Linked DNA regions of Capra hircus: region 1 is linked to region 2. A link is a contact called in public Hi-C data. All regions are on one chromosome and are shown on one strand. Each heading gives the region's core, a stretch centred on a gene start, on an enhancer-like site or on the middle of the called end of the contact. The rest is flanking DNA. Distances are from core to core; before and after follow the strand shown.

Region 1 (3,243 bases), core at 27-2,526, 69 kb after region 2:
CACTTGGCCCTTTCCTTGTCCCTGGAACTGAGCGACTGCCCTTTTATTGTTTAAGGTCACCTCAGAGAGTGGGGCTTCCCAAGTGGCACTTGTGGTAAAGAACTCGACTGCCAGTGCAGGAGAGAAAAGAGGCGCAGGCTCGATCCCTGTGTCAGGAAGATCCCCTGGAGGAAGGCATGGCAACCCACTCCAGTATTCTTGCCTGGAGAATCCCATGGACAGAGGAGCCTGGTGGGCTACAGTCTATAGGGTCACAAAGAGTCAGATACGACTGAGTGACTAACACATACACCTCAGAGAGCACCAACCACCTCGGTGAAATTCATTCTGTTTTGTTTTTCTCTGGGGCAGAGGCGCCACCTGTCCCTCCCTCTGAGCTCGTCCAGCTGTCACCAGGGGTCTCTGCCTCTTCACAGTGTGGGCTTGCTTCTGCCTGCTGGCACAGGGCGGGGCCACCAGTTCTCTTGCCGCACTGGCCCTGTGCCCAGCACGTGGCTGGCAGATAACAGATGAATACTCCTTTCTTCAGCATCTTGGCTCCTCCTGCACAGCCCACCTGCGGTGATAAGTGGGAAGCAAAGTCCAGAAGTGCAGAAGGACATGACGATCCACTCCAGTGTTCTTGCTTGAAGAGTGCCATGGACAGAGGAGCCTAGTGGGCTGCAGTCTATGGGGTTGCACAGGGTTGGACAGGACTGAAGCAACTTAGCATGCACACAGGCCCGCAAGGTCCAGAAGGGCCTTGGTGTGTCTTACTGGAAGATTGTGATCCTGGAAGCTGGTTCTCAGCCCAGCCCAGATCGCCTTCCTTTTGCTCTTAGTTTCTTTCCTTCCTTGACGTATACTGAGGCTCAGGAAATGGTTCTTCAGGCTGGATGAGAAGAATCTAAGGGACGGGGGCCCAGGCGGGGCGGGCAGGTTGTAGTGGCTGGTTACGTTCTTGAACTGTTCACATAGCTCCTGGGGACCACCATGGCTAACAGGGAGGGAGGCAGCTTGAGACCACCCCCTCACCTTTCAGTCCTCTCTTGGCCTTACCCTCTGGGCTGTCCAACAGGATGGGATGGGGCAATCCAGGGTATATATGCCATGCCCGCGTGAGGGTCGCCCCCAAACCTCCATCGCAACAGGGAGATCCCGGAGGGGTGGGAGGCCACCTCGGCCACCCTCCTACAACAGAGGGAGGAGCCTGACTCTGACGTGTCCTGATTGGCTGGGTGACATGGTGCTGGGAAGGGCTTCTTCCACTTCTCGGCTCATTACTCTGGAGCCCCAGAAAACGGAGGAGGGGGACAGGAACACCCACTCCAGAACGCTGGAGGCTGTGAGGCTGGAGCCTGCCTTAAAGTTTATTCTGGCCCCACCACATCCCAGAGAGCCAGCAGCTTCCTCTGTTGACTCCGGGGTAGGGGTCGGGGGCTGTAAAGGAGTTGGAGCGAGAGGAGGAGGGTGGGCTCTGGGTGGAGGATGAGGAGCCCTTCTGAAGACCATCTGGTCATCTCGCCTCAGCTCTGCAGCCCGACCTGGCGCTCAGAGAGTAACTCCGGGCGGCTTCTCCTTCCTTTGGCTTTCACATGTCTCCTCCCTTTCCCTGAGCCAGAGAGATCCAGGCGGCGCCGGGTCCCGCTCTCCTACCCCGAGGTGGCCCCTTTCTGGGGGCGCCAGAAGGGCCTCAGGCACCCCGAGGTCCTGCCCTGGGTGCCCTCGCTTGGTGGGGGTGGGCGCTGTCTTCCGGGCGGGGGCCACGTGGCCTCGACCGGGCGGGGGGCTTGGCCTTGCCCATGTGAGCCCAGTGACTCAGGCCGCAGCTGTTCCCGCGTCACATGAGGGAGGCTGGAGGCCACTCGGCGGGGGAGGGGGCTGTGGCTGGAGCCGGGGCGGGGCCGCGCGCCGGGCGGGGCCGGAGCCGGGGGGCGCAGCTAGAGAGCCCCTGAGCGGCGGCGGGAGAGCAGCACACAGCCTCCGGGAGCCCAGGTGAGGCGAGGCTGCGGCGGGGAGTGGGGAGGGGGTCACCGGTCGCCCCCACCTCGGGGGCTCGCCCCAGGCCTCCGCAGATCCGCCGCGCTCCCCGCCGCTCCCAACTTTGCAACTTGGTGAAGTTTCGGAGGCCGGGGACGGGCTGGGGTGCGGCGGCGCCCGCCGCATTTCTGTTCTTCGGTGATCAGAACCCAGGGAAAAGGACCCGGGGGTCGGGCTGGGGCTGAGGAGAGTTTTCCGTGACTGGTTGAGTGGAGAGGGGTGTTTAACACCTGGGGGCTGGAGGGTCGAGGGTGGGCGTTCGGTCCTGGCCGCTGCCGGCGCCCTCGGGTGGGTCCCGGGCCCCCGGGAGGCGGCGGGGCGGGGTCCGGGCTGGGCTGCGGGCGCCCCCACCCTTCTCCTGCGGGTGGAAGAGGGGGCTGGAAGACGTGGATCTGACCGCGGGTTTCCGGGTGGGAGGGGCCGGGAATGGGGGCGGCGCAGGGGAGGTTTCGAGGGCCGGCGGGGAGCTCGGAAAGCGAGATCCCGCCTCGACCGGTTCTGATCCCTCTGCGCGCCCCTCTGTCCCAGGCCAGGCAGCCATGGCTGTGGAAGGAGGAATGAAATGTGTCAAGTTCCTGCTCTACGTTCTCCTGCTGGCCTTCTGCGTGAGTGGGGAGCGGGGCCTGCGGGGGCGCGCTGGCAGGGTGCAGGGCGACCTGGCTCCGGAGGGATGAGGGCTGAGCGGCCAACAGTGAAGGCAGCTGGAGACCAGATGTGGGAGGAAAAAGCCCGGGCTACAGCCGAAGCCAGCGCGGCCGTCCCCTCCTCCAGCTTTCGGGAACCTCTGAGGCTGGTTTGGGCCGACAATGGCCGGTCTCCTCCGTAAGCCTTCCGGGCCCTTCCTGTCTGGTGACCCAGCCTCCTGTGATATGGGGCAGTGGGGCAACCAGCCAACTGCCAGTTCTGATGCTATCGCCGCCCCACGCCTCGCCTCGAGTGTGCCCTTCTCCCCGCTTCTCTGTTCTTTCTCTCCCGCCACCCCTTCATCCCTCTTCATTCCCTCATCACCCCCGCCCCCGCCCCGGGCCGCTCGGGGTGGGTAAGGGCTCTGCCCATCTCTTGCTCCAGTCCTGGGCTCCTGGCTTGAGAGGCTACTGTTTGTCCAGGGAGGGACCGGCTACTCTGACCCCTTTAACCCCTTCCTTCTCCCAGGCCCAGGAGGCCTGAGGAGCCCTTCTCACAGCTGGTGAGGATGTGGTCGCTGATGAGGATAGTGAGAGGGCA
Region 2 (3,134 bases), core at 227-2,726:
ATAGTCTTATTGAGGCACAATTCACATGCTGTACAATTCACTCAATACATCTTGGTTTTTAAATATTTTCTTTCAAAACATTTTAAAGTCAGATGCATATAAAAATGGGTAAGATTTGACGTTATAGGTCCATATTTGAGGTTTTAAAAGGGTTTTGTTCTACTACTAATGTAATTGTGCCAAAATGAAATGTGTGAAATGACTTTATTTTCAGCTATTCTGTTTTCACTCAGCAATTTCCCTTTTGGAGGGGAACCCACAATATAATAATAAAGTGATGCAACAGTGTGTAAAAATGTATGTAACATTCTCATTTGACTAGAGAAGGGGACATGGAGGTGCTGAGAAGACTGCTGAATGAGCCAAAGACCTGAGGTTAGGGAATGAGAGCCAGTTGGGGGCTGAGATTTCAACAGCAGTAGCAAGGTCAGTGGTTAGCAGTGGTGGATGCTGTCCATGCTAAACAACCAGTTGTACCAGTCTGTCTGCTTCAGGTGTGCTAGATCAGCATCCTGTGCAGAATCTATCACTGACTATCTTTCCCTGTTACCTGAAAGATTTTGTAAACTTCCGTCTGTATCTACACACAATTTGGGGAAGGAAGGAGAAGGGAGGAACAGCTCTGTTAGAAAGTTGAAATTTGAATTGCCTGAATATTTACATTCCTTTTCCCTTAATGTTACTTAGAGGAGGAGAAGAAAAAAGGAAGATTAGGAGTTACAGAAAGTAAAGAAATTGTATTGTGTTATAAACAAACACCCAGTACCCTTTAAATACACACACAGTAACTGAAAAAAAATAAAGTGCCACCATGGGAAAGATCTAGAATCTTAAGAAATGGACCTTAGAGATCACTTAGAATCTAGATTCTAGATTAGTCCTATTCACTGTATTGTTTGTAGGTCAGTGCTCATCCATGAACTGTTACTGGTTAATGATGAGATAAATTTAAAAAAAGAAAGTAAGCTTTTAGAAACTTTTATAGCAGTTTGACATCACTGCTACATTCCAAATGTATGACTGATTTTCTCGTAATTGATTTGTTTACAAAAGTGTTGGTCCACAACCTGGAATGCTATAAAAAGTTGGCAGCCCTGTCTCTCTACCTATTTAAAAATATATGATCTGTGAAATTCAGAAATCAGAGAAACAGTGATTCTGTCTAATCTTGTCTAACTCTTCAACCAGTTTCTAACACTAACTAGCTGCTAAGCACTATTGTAAATGCTTTACAGATATTTACTGGTTTAATCTTTGTAACAACCCTATGCTGCAGGTACTGTTACATTATCCCCATTTCATAGGAAACTGAGGCACAGAGTGGTTACGTTACTCACCTAGGCTACACAGACATAAGTGGTAAAGCTGGAGTTTGAACCCCGTGTAGTCTGACTTCAGATGCCTTGTTATGCTTTGTTATGCTCCATGCTTTTAATGGGTGATTACCTACTGTGTTTCTCAGTAGAGGGAGCTGTTGGCTTGAGCAGAACAGTTTTCCATGTTGTATCCCTCCCTGCCTACCTGTCCTACTCACTGAATACCCAATCAGAAAAAAAGCTTCCCTCTCCATTTCCAAATGCTTCCTTGGTTGAAAGCCTTTTAGAGATGACCAGCATAGTTCCTTAGTTACAACATTCTTTCTTTTATAGGAATCTGCTTTCTAATTTCTACTGGTTGGTCTTAGATCTGTACTTCAAAACTAGTAAAGTCTTTTCCAGGACACATATCTGTTTGTGCACTGATCTGCATATAGGATTTTTAAAACCTTCCTTTTTCTTTGTTGTTCTCCTTGGATCAGCATGTCATTATGTGCCTTAAAATGAGAATAAAGAGCCCAGTAAGGCTATTACATTATTTAATATAGATTCTATTTTTGAAGTTACCTTTAACCTAGAATTACTTTGGTAGCAAACTACCAAAGTACAAAAGGTAGTTATCCCTTTTTGCACTTATAATCTTTCTAAAACACTGACTGAGGTCTTATCCTTTGAGTTACTGTTGGGCCAGATCTTGTTCATCTGTTGTTGTTTTTTTTTAATGATGTTTTGAATATAATAAATTTAATAAAGTTTTGAATATAAGTGTAGTACTTTATAGGTATACCTTATTTCTTCTAAATTGAGTCTTCATTTTGGATCATTGTTTTCCCTGAAGAGCCAGCAACACCCCCTGACATCCCCAGCTTTAGTTCTGTCAGTAATTTACCAGTTCTTCTTCTCCTGGTGTCTGCAAAGTTGTAAGCATGCCTATTAGATCTTTAGTCAAATTACTTATTTAAAAATCTTCAGCAGAGCTCTGTGGCATGCCATTACATATTTTTTTCCATTTTGGCAAAGATCCTTTAAGTGATTCATTGTTGACATTAAACTAGCTAACATATCTACCTAATCCTGTGGTGATCAGGCTTGTATGCATGTATATAGTAGATTGAAGTAAAGAATCTGGGATAATAGTAAGGAGAATCTGCTTTTAGATAATTATATATTCTACTTAACGATTCATTCTTTCCTTGTATGAACTAGTACAGTAGTTGGGGAAAAAAAATACCCTCCGCTCAGATACAGCTAAAGATTTATATAATAAATAGATACATGAATAGATAACAATTTTATTAAAGCAGGCTTATTCTTCACCATCTGTTAGAAAAGTCCTCTTGCATATTGAGTGTTGTTGAGGGAAAGTGAATCATCTTGTGGACCTAAAAGCTTGGTGGGATTAAGAGCAGTAGTTATGGGGTGAACTTTCTTTTTCTTTCTTGTAAGAGCTACTTTTTTTTTTCCCCCCACCAGGTTCATTCTGTAAATTAAGGAAAAGCTTTATTCTTTTTTCTCAGCTTGCTGAACTAAAGCAGGAGTGTCTTGCTCGTGGTTTGGAGACCAAGGGAATAAAACAAGATCTCATCAACAGGCTCCAGGCGTATCTTGAAGAGCATGGTGAGTTCCCTGTGGAGCCAAAGTGTGATGTGAGTGAGGAGATTAATTTTTAGGCTCTGCCATACAGAAGATTTCTTTTTTTCCTTTGGGTTTTTGATGATGTAAGATTTTAATTAACTCTCAAGAAAACTCTTGTTATCTAAAACAGTAGTTATAATGAAATACCCCTTTCCCACTTAAAAGACGTTATAATTTTATTTC

Evidence for each region. A called contact is a pair of places that touch in the nucleus more often than the background predicts.
Region 1: a contact with region 2 is called in a Hi-C map of blood, with 1.9 times the contacts expected there. The contact joins the promoter of CD63 here to the enhancer-like site in region 2. A contact is called at or near these places in 3 of 5 Hi-C or Micro-C datasets (blood and liver).

What each region holds. Positions count from the first base shown.
Region 1 is chr5:56,890,543-56,893,785 of ARS1.2, forward strand. CD63 (CD63 antigen) reads left to right here and starts at 1,277. Exons shown (of 7, transcript XM_018048120.1): 1 at 1,277-1,405; 2 at 2,548-2,624. The coding sequence starts at 2,559.
Region 2 is chr5:56,821,780-56,824,913 of ARS1.2, forward strand. It overlaps SARNP (SAP domain-containing ribonucleoprotein), which reads left to right. Exons shown (of 12, transcript XM_018048118.1): 3 at 2,790-2,933. Among named protein-coding and RNA genes, the nearest start is that of SARNP, 7.9 kb to the left of the region's middle. Within about 2 kb of position 1,477, at least 1 of the 5 cell types and tissues checked has an H3K27ac peak or open chromatin away from gene starts, as enhancers often do.